2 separate regions of the Oryctolagus cuniculus genome follow, and region 1 is linked to region 2. Evidence: chromatin contacts called from public Hi-C data. All regions are on one chromosome and are shown on one strand. Each heading gives the region's core, a stretch centred on a gene start, on an enhancer-like site or on the middle of the called end of the contact. The rest is flanking DNA. Distances are from core to core; before and after follow the strand shown. Region 1 has its middle 320 kb from the start of IFT57. Region 2 has its middle 290 kb from the start of BBX.

Evidence for each region. Hi-C and Micro-C count contacts between places; a contact is called where the count stands out from the background.
Region 1: a Hi-C map of liver shows a contact between it and region 2, with 5 times the contacts expected there. The contact joins two enhancer-like sites. A contact is called at or near these places in 2 of 6 Hi-C or Micro-C datasets (liver and an unstated tissue).

What each region holds. Positions count from the first base shown.
Region 1 is chr4:63,140,232-63,145,324 of mOryCun1.1, reverse strand. No RefSeq gene overlaps it. Among named protein-coding and RNA genes, the nearest start is that of IFT57, 320 kb to the left of the region's middle. Within about 2 kb of position 2,259, at least 4 of the 8 cell types and tissues checked have an H3K27ac peak or open chromatin away from gene starts, as enhancers often do.
Region 2 is chr4:63,004,428-63,009,446 of mOryCun1.1, reverse strand. No RefSeq gene overlaps it. Among named protein-coding and RNA genes, the nearest start is that of BBX, 290 kb to the right of the region's middle. Within about 2 kb of position 1,931, at least 1 of the 8 cell types and tissues checked has an H3K27ac peak or open chromatin away from gene starts, as enhancers often do.

The DNA.
Region 1 (5,093 bases), core at 1,010-3,509, 140 kb before region 2:
CTTTGCATTCCCCTGGGTGAAAAGTTGGTATCATCTAGTTAACTCATTCATTTACTGCAGTTCAGTCCAACAAATATGTTAAACACCTGTAATATGCCAGACTCCATAAGGCCACAGGGAATAAAATGATGAACTAAATATGATCCTGCCTCATAGAGTTGACACTTCAGAGAAAGAAGCATATGGGCATAAAAATAACTGCAAAATTCAAGGCAGACATGCAGAATGCTATTGCTGACATTTTAAAAACAGGATACAAGGAAATCACACTCAACAATTTTATTCAATAAATATTTATCAAAAACCATCTATGGGCCAGGCAGTATTCTGGAACCCGAAGACAGAGAAGGAACTTGTTTTCATGAGATTTACATTTGTGCAGGGAGATAACATGTTCATCAACCAGTGGATAAATAAAACAATCTCAGTTAACTGCTGCGTTGAAATAAATACTGTGCAAACAAATTCTAGAGTAGCAGAAGGTGGTCAGCGAAGGTATCTGGTATCTGAGCTGACACCCAAACCGTGGGAATGAAGCAGACCTGGGATCTCCTGGAAAAGAAGATCTGCACAGAGTGACATCAAATGCTAGGGTTAGAAGAAGGGAAGGAGCTGGTGGGTTTAACGATCAGAAAACAGAGGATATGTGGGAGCTATGACAGAAAGTGAGACGATCCATGATGAGGAGAGAAGAGCGAAGGTAAGGAGAGAGAAGCAAAGGTATGGCGAAGAATCTGGGGTCGAGTTACAGTGCCCTGGGAAGCCAAACAAAGCTTTTAAAACACAGAAGAGAGGCAGGCATTGTGGTGCAATGAGTTAATTGGCCACACGGGATGCCCACATCTCATATCCGAGTGCCGGGGTGAGTCCCAGCTCCTCTGCTTCTGTTGCAGCTCCCTGCTAACACAGGTGCCTGGGAGGCAGTGGGTAATGGTTCAAGTACTGAGGTCCCTGCCACCCACAAGGAAAACCCAGATGGAGTTCCTGCCTCCTGGCTTCTGCCAGGCCCAGCCCATGGCATGACACACTCTCTCTCTCTCTCACACACACACAACCTTTCAAATAAATAAACCTTTTTTAAAAGCAAAAACGAAAATCAAAAGAGAAGGACTGGGATCTCATTTACATTTCGAAAGAGCAACCTGGTTGCTGTGAGTAAAGTAAGGCCTGTGGTCAGGAGCAGAGAAAGTGGGTTCAGGAAACAGAGAGAAGCGGTTATTTCTGGAATCCAGGTGGATAGTGAATGATGACCCCTAGTTAAGCCGGTAGCAAGGCAGCCTGTGAGAAAGGGGCAGGCACAGGCTACATTTTGGAAGTAAGCCAACAAGAATTGGAAGAGGAAAAAAAAGGTTGCTTCTCAATAAAGAATGCTCTGTTTCTATCTTTAGCTCAAAAGCCTTTTATGTCGAAGGAAAAAGCAGCTAATAAATTGATTCTATAAATACAGCTAATGTACATTTAAGCTGATGTTAAAATTCTTGGAGTCTTTACAGATTTTCTATCATAAAAATAGCATGTGCTTATAGAACGTTGTAAAATACAGAGAAGCAAGTTTTAAGAAAAACAAATATATAACAAAATATCTCTTATATATATACGCATCTTATCTAAAACAATAATGTTGGGTCTTGTGTTTGGAGGCGGTCGTGCGCTGTCAGGTTTCGCCGCTCACTCTGTAGCATCTTTCCAAACTCGAAACAATTTACAGCGTTAACGCACATTGGGTGTGCACATTTCTTCGTCTATCAGAGACGTCTGCTACGTGGTGGGCCTGGCTATGCTCAGCTATCGCAGCGAGTCTGGGGCTGACGGAAGCCCCTCCACTTCGCCAAGACCTTAACCACTATGCAGAGTTGCAGAGTTCCAGCAGGAAATCCACTGCTATCCTGCTTTGTGGGGGGGGGGGGGGGGGGGGCGGGCTGCAGCCGCAGTCGTCTGAGCAAGGGCTGAGCAATGCAGGGCACCTTGGGGAAGCGAGTTGCAACCCTTTGCCAACAGGCCGCCAAGTTCACAACAAGGCCCCGTGCACCCTGCGGGGGAGCCCTTGGCCTCTCTGCTTAAGGGGCCTAGGATTCCGGCCAGGCAAGAAATGGGCGGAAGTGAGTCGGCAGGGGCCAGGCCGGGGAACAGAGTCCTGCTGAGAGCAGAGGGGCCGCGGATCAGCGGTGCGGACTGTCCAGCTGCAGGCCCGGCGCGGGTGCGCGGGTGGCAGCGATCGGAGCGGGCGAGGCGGCAGCGCGGCACGCAGGGCGCCGCCAGCAGCCTCTCCCCTGCCGCGCGCAGTAATGGATCTCCACGTCCTACTGGAGGAAGATAATGCTGGGTTTAGCTTATAAATAGACGGTTGTATGCTCTCCCTGCGAAGCATTGATTGAGACAGCAGCGCTGACTATTGATCTAATTTTAGCTTGCATTTTCGCTTCGCCCTCCCTGGTTAGCGGCGGCGGCCGAGCGGGACGCGCAGTTCCGTGTGACCGCCAGGGGGCGGAGCGCGCGTCTGGCAGCCGCCCGACCCGTCTGGCCCCTGTGTTTACGCAGACATACAATGCTGGCCTTTATTGGGTTTGAAAAATACAAGTTTGATTTTCCTGCGCCGAGATGACCTCATCACTCATGAAAGTCAGAGGAGAGCGAGGAATTGGATGACAGGCAACCGGGAAAATAAAGCTTGCATTTCACCTCCTCCCCCTCGGCCACCTACACAGAACACTGGGGATGTGCGTCTCCTTTGAAAAACCTCCTGGCTGGCTCCGGGAAGTGGGGGAGGGCGGTGGGAGTGAAATGTTAAATTCTTCCCGGTGCTCTGGGGCTGGGTGTGCTGCAGACTGGGTTTCGAAGGTAAATGATCACCTACTGTCTGCCTAGGGGAGCTCTCCACTGAGCTCCCACCAAGTGCAGCAGCACACCAAGAGTCTCTAGGAACGAGTGGCTTGGCATTAAAATATTATTAGCTATTCCCACACATAATTCATGCCGTCAAGGTTTAATGGCCATTAGCCTGCTAGCTTGCAAATTTCAGATCTGCTTATATCTTCAAAGGAATAGGATTGGCAGTTAAAGTCTGTCATATTTTTGCTTGCCACCATTTGGCATCGCAAAGGTATGGGGTAGGGTGCGTGTGAAGGGAAGAGAAACGAAAGACTAAGATGCCTCCCTGGCTGTAGGACTCAGCCTGTGGACTTGCCTTCCAAGGTTGAGTGCTTTAGCAGGCGTTAATGGGAACCAAAGCCGGGCATGTGTCAGCCATTGCACATCAATACCACGACTCAGATTCTATGGTTAGCCCCATTTCAGAGCTGAAGAAGAAGCTGAGGCTAAGTTGCTTTCCCGATGTGGAATACCTTGAAAGGGCTGAAATTCAAGCCTTGGTAATAAATGGCCCAGAGCCCTGGTATCTAGCTTGCCGGGGCAAGTGTGTTTGAGACGTTCCTACCCGTGGCAAAGTCCTAAACTCTCTGGAACCCTAAGCGGAGGGGGGTGCCTGTGAAGACAAGATGGCTGTTGTCAAATAAGGCCTTCCCAGGGCAAAACCTGCAAGCTCTTTGCAGGGAAACCTAGCAAGGAAATTACCATCTGCAACATCACGTTTGATGCTAGCTGATAGGATGAGAATACACAGAAGAATGGAACTTTCACTAAAGGGCCCTCACTTGTCCCCTCATTCAACAAATATTTGCGTCTTTGTTGGACTGGCCATGAAAGTGAGCACTGGAATTCCACAATGAGGAAGACATACGGGTCCTTCTCATGAAACCTCATGGGGAAAGGGAATTATATAAAAGTGAACAACCAAGGACAGTACAGTGTGTGGTGGTTATAAAAGGATTTGGATTATTTGGGAGTATGGGATCAAGGGAGTCCTGTCTGAACAATGACCTTGAAGCAGAGAACTAGGGCTGATAGGAGTCAGCCAGGTCAAGGATGGGCTGTGGGAAGGAGGTGCTGCTGTGGACAGGTGTGGGCAGTTGTATGCAGGAAGTGGTGTTAGCACAACAGTGAGTGAGTGGGAAAGCAAGCTGAAGACCTGTTGCTTCTTGCAAAGCAGGGTTAAGAGGTTGGACACCATGTTAAGTACAAAGGGAAGACCTTCTTAAGAGATTGATGCATGAGAATGGAGTGATTCGATTCCTACTGTAGAAAGATTGCTCTGTCTGCAACAAGGAGAGTGGATGGGAGGCAGGATGAGGAAGTGAGCATGGAAAGACTGTCAGGAAGTTAAGGTCACTGCTCAAGGAGAGATAATGGGGAGTGGACAAGGCCAGCCACGTTAGAGGTAGAGGGAAGGGGGCGGACTATTCGCAAGGATTGGTGATGGATTGGACAGGATATCCAAGGGGACAGAAAAGATCAAGGGTTTGTCCCATTGCTGGCTTGCAACACTGGACTGAATGAAGTGGCCCTGACTATTCCAGATGACTTGGAAAGAGGAGCAAGTGGGCAAGCCCTTGGTTTGGACCCTTTCCTAAACAGCAGAAGTTGCCAGCTACCCAGCTAAAGAGGGGCCTTCAAAAGCTAAGCTCTGAGTGACTTTTCATTTCCTTATTGAAATGATCTTTTTGTTGTTGTTGCAGCCTTTGCAGTCAAAAAGATAAGTATTAGCATCATTGTGAGTAAAATGTAAGAAGAAAATGAGGCAGTGTTATATGCACTTACTTTCATTGTAAAATTTAGTCTTCAACAAAATGGATGCAACTAGAGATCATTATGCTTTAATGAAATAAGCCAAACCTCAAAAGACAAATATCGCATTTTCTCTGATTTGTGGTAGCTAATGTAGACAGAGTACAAAACAGTTCATTGTGTGAGTGAAATTGACATCTTTTGATTTGATTATTGTTTATAGCCTGTGTCTGTATTCCTGCTGAACTGTGGTCTTTTTACTTGTTGAACTCTTTGTTTGTTAGACCTTTGAGTACCAAGTAAATTAAAACTATGTTATCTCAAAAATCAAAAGAGAAAGAGAGAGAGGGAGGGAGCAAGGAAGGATGGAAGAGGGAAGAAAAGAGGGAGGGGGCGGGAAGTGTCATTATATTCTAAAAATTGTATCTATGAACTACATTAAAATTATTATCTTTACATTAATAAAAAAAACC
Region 2 (5,019 bases), core at 682-3,181:
TTTTAGAAAAATAAATCTTATGGGCACATGGATTTTACTGACTCTGTCTTTGGGCCATAGGCAGATGCCTGATGAACTTCAAATTAGATCCTTTAATTTCTAAAACTTTTCTGAATTCATACATAAATCACAGTTCTGTTTGCATATCTAAGAGAGATGATCTGGTTTCTTAAAGCAGATGTTTCCAGGGTGAAGATAACTCCTTTATCAGTCTCTAAACAGGCTTTTGATTTGGGCAGATGGAGCTAAATATTCAGTTTATTTTTTTATTTTTTTTTATTTTTTGACAGGCAGAGTGGACAGTGAGAGAGAGAGACAGAGAGAGAGGTCTTCCTTTGCCGTTGGTTCACCCTCCAATGGCTGCCACGGCTGGCAAGCTGTGGCCTGCGCACCGTGCTGATCCAAAGGCAGGAGCCAGGTACTTATCCTGGTCTCCCATGGGGTGCAGGGCCCAAGTACTTGAGCCATCCTCCACTGCACTCCCGGGACACAGCAGAGAGCTGGCCTGGAAGAGGGGCAACCGGGACAGAATCCGGCGCCCCGACTGGGACTAGAACCCGGTGTGCCGGCTCCGCAAGGCGGAGGATTAGCCTAGTGAGCCGCGGCGCCGGCCTAAATATTCAGTTTAAAAAGTAGATACAGGGGCTGGTGCTGTGGTGTAGTGGGTAAAGCCCTGGCCTGCAGCGCCAGCATCTTATATGGGTGCCAGTTCAAGTCCCAGCTGCTCCACTTCCGATCCAGCTTCTGCTATGGCCTGGGAAAGCGTGGGAGATGGCCCAGGCCCTTGGACCCCTGCACCAACATAGAAGACTGGGAAGAATCTCCTGGCTCCTGGCTTCAGATCAGCCCAGCTCCAGTTGCTGCAGCCATTTGGGAGTGAACCAGCAGATGGAAGACCTCTCTTTCTCTTTGCCTCTCTGTAAATCTACCTTTCAAATATATATATATATACATATATATATTTGTATAATGTATATATAAATATATATATTTAAACATTATATACAAAGCCCCCCTTGCTCCCAAAGAGTACTCATGCAGAGTACTGTAATATTGATCCTTCAGGCAGCGAAGGCTGTGGATCACCAAAGGCAGGTGCACAGGCCCACGCTGGACCCAAAACGAAGTGGGGGCAGCACACACCAAAAAGGACAATCCTTCACAGCAGTTCCTTTTTGCTCCAGGAATCCCCTGGCTACAGATTTCCTGAGTCATTCACCCAGCCATAAAAATATGCCATCTCCTCGTAGGGGAGAAAGACAGGAAAAAGAAAGGGAAATCTAAAATAGCTTTTTTTTTAGGGGGAAGGGTATTGCTGAAGAAAAATTCAACGATCGAAAAAATTAAATTTCAGCCAACATGCAAGAGTTGGAACCACGGTGAGCCAAGAAGGGTAGAGCAAGAAGAGAAAGAAAAAGAAGCCAGGGAATCGCACTATCTAGCCACCGGGACTACCTAAGTCTATGGCCAAATGCTTCAGCTGCACTTCCTGACCTTAGGATTTCAAATAGCACTGGGTTCTGCCAAGGCTGTGGCTGGTGTGCTCTCTGAGCAGGTAGTGACTTCAGTCCTGGAATCAACACAGCTCTGAGGCTCCATGGCCCAGGACGTACGTGAAGGAAATCCAGACGGCACCACGCATCTTCCCCAAAGGCTGTGTCATGGATTTGTCAGCTTGCAACTCTGTGTCCCTGCTTCCGCAGCTCATTCTTTCCTTATGCCAAAATCTCTTCTGCGAGAGAGCTTTAAAAATAAAACTTTTAATGTAGAACAGAAGCACATACCCATTTTCTTTCTTCAAGTCTTCAAACTGTAGATGATCAAGTTCCCAACGAGCTCATCTGTCGTTTCTTCCTGACAGTCCTAGACAGCCATCCCAAACTCCTCTGTATTGCATTTCAACACCATCTCTAACCCTACTAGATGACACATCCCAGAAGCCTGGCTTGTTGGTATTTACACACAGTAGGCATCCGATGCAGACTGGCTGAGTGAGTGGATTACTGTCAGGGGAGCATGCCATAAGCAATTTGAGACCATATGATCTGTGAGTAATGGAGAACTCTTGTGCAGCCAGGGCAATGAGTTGAAATAATATCCCATGGGCTTAGCAGCAGAGGAGTGGAATGAAACACTGTTTGTAAGCAATTTTATCCTAACAATACAGCTTTGATTTTGATTGACATATAACAGGTTTTAATGCAGGTGAGGCTGGCATCAGTGTGTCAAATACTTTATATTCTATTTATAAAAAGGTTTTAAATATTCAAGTATTCATGTGCAAATATTGCCCTTAAATGTATTCTTAACACACTGCTAAATCCCCAAGACAGGATATAGAATGAGAAGTAAAACGTTTTCATTTTCTAAAACAATATCTACATTTTCCCAGTATTTATCTCAAGGATTACATTCTGGAAGGATTTTTTTTATTAAATCAATTCTGCTTTCCTATTAAATTGTATTTCAATGGATGTTTCAAATAATATGGCAAATCATTATATGGTTTTGCACCTACTATTAAGTTTCCTTTTTAAAATTTTTTATTTGAAAGGAGGAGAGAGAGAGAAAATCCTTCAGTGATTTACTCTCTCAACATTGCAACAGTCAGCACTGGGTCAGGCCAAAGCCAGGAACCCGGAACTCCATCTGGGTCTCTCACATGGTTGGGAGGGACCCATGTATTTGAGCTATCACCACTGCCTCCCAGGGTGTGCATTAACAGGAAGCTGGAGTGGAGGGGGAATCTGAGACTCAAACTCAGGCACTCCAGAATGGGATGTGGGGGGACCAGGTGGTTTAACAGCTGTGTCACACTATCACTACTGTAGGGGGTGACCACCCCCTACTAGTGTTATTTCTATTGCTTATAGGTATTCTTATTTTCCTATGCTTATTTTTGGAAGATATGCATTGTATTTAATAGGCCTTTTATAAGCATGTGGACATTGATGCCAATTATAAACACGATCCGGAAAAACAACTGAACATATTTCTTGAATATATTTCATGCTGGCCTTAAAACCATTTTGACTTCTAAACATGATTTGTGAGACCTGTTTACACAACGCTCCCTCTCACTCCTGTCATCAGAGACTTCCAGTCCTCACCTTCTTCTATTCTGACATAGAACTCTGCTACAAAAAGAACTTTTGTGAAATTCCCTAGGGTAAAGCATCTTCAAGTTGAGTCTTAATTTTCTCTCTTCCAGAAAGCGATTTCACATAATGCTTTAATTTCTGGCCTTGCTGACCTAGGACTGTGATTTTTAATCTTAGGCAACTTGCCTTTCATAGCTCATGTAAAATGTTGTCTCTACTCCCCCAGTAGATTTTCACTCTTGCAAAGTGTGGGGGAGGATGAAAGTGCAGTGGGAACTGGGTTGCAGGGCAAGTGTAAGGACATACTGTTCACACACACACACACACACACACACACAATTATAAGTTTTAGCCCTTGGGCCTTTTTTAGTCATTTAAGCCTGGAAAAAAGAAATGACAGAAAATGAGACCCCCCCCCCCCAAAAAAAAGACATCATAAGGGCTCCTTTTGAACAAATACGTTAAAAATATTGGAACTTGCATTATGGCTTGCAACACTGGCACTTCATTAAGGTTCAATTCCTGGCTACTCTGCTTCTGATCCAGCTCTCTGCTAATGTGCCTTGGAAAGTGATGGAAGATGGCCCAGGTCCATGGACCCCTGCCATCTGTGTGGGAGACCTGGATGGAGTGCCAGTGTACTGGGTTCAGCCTGGCCCATCCCTGGATGTTACGGCTGTTTGGGGAGTCAAACAGTGGATGGAAGATCTGTTACTCTTCCCTTCATATAAATGAATGTTTTAAAATATCTTTGGAAACAAAAAAGGTAAAGAGATAGCTGATCTTGGTGGTTAATTCCAAATGACCTTTACTCTCCCACCTCTATTCTTTAAGTTCATTCCTTTCTTTTTGTTCTGGACAATGAGTGGTGAGGAGGCAAATACGTTAAAAAAAAAAAAAAAGGAAAGTTTGTGCATATTCAAAGATTCACCTGTAAATGTTCCATCTGAAGCAATCAAGATGAAATGCTTCTGGGCTGTGCCTATCTTCCAGGGTAGAGGCATGAGGTAGAAGGGAAAAATGGGGTGGGTTATAGATTAAATAGGAACTAGAGAGACGTTGGTACTCCCTGAAATTGGGTGATAGACACATAGTGGTCAAAATAATAATCTTCCTTCTTTTGCTTAATTTGAAAATTTCTGTAATTTCAAAAAGGTAAAAAGTTCATGATAGGGGCTGGCACTGTGGTACAGCAGGTTAATCCTCCGCCTGCAGTGCTGGAATCCCATATGGACGCTGGTTCGAGTCCCGGCTGCTCCACTTCCAATCCAGCTCTTTGCTACAGCCTGGGAAAGCAGTAGAAGAAGGCGCAAGTCCTTGGGCCCCCGCACCTGTGTGGGAGACCCGGAAGAAGCTCCTGGCTCCTGGCTTTGGATCGGCTCAGCTCCAGCTGTTGCAGCTATTTGGGGAGTGAACTAGCAGATGGAAGATCTTTCTCTGTCTCTCCCTCTCTCTCTAATTCTACTTCTCAAATAAATAAATAAAACCTTTTTTAAAAAGTTTATGATAAATTATGATGAATGACTTTTGTCTCCTTCAGTGTTAATTTTTTAGTATGTATGGAATGGAGTCTATAGTATTGGTTGTAGCTTCCTATTCAGCATTTTTTTTCTTGAAAAAGACTTCATGTTCTATTTAAAAGGACAGATGCAATGGTATACTACATATAGGACCATAAAATCACACTTGTCTATTCTGCTACTGACTTTCTACCAGGATCTTCATCCTTGGGATGGACCTCCTTACATACACACATTTTATTGTCAGTAATGGAAAGGCAGTGTGTTGGGGTACCTTGTATAATTCATTAGGTAGAAAAAGTATATAGAAAAATCTTGAGTGACACATATGAGTTAACTGCTGTGAATTTAACCTAGTCTGCATTTTTTATACCATCAAATCTCCTGAAAGAGATCTC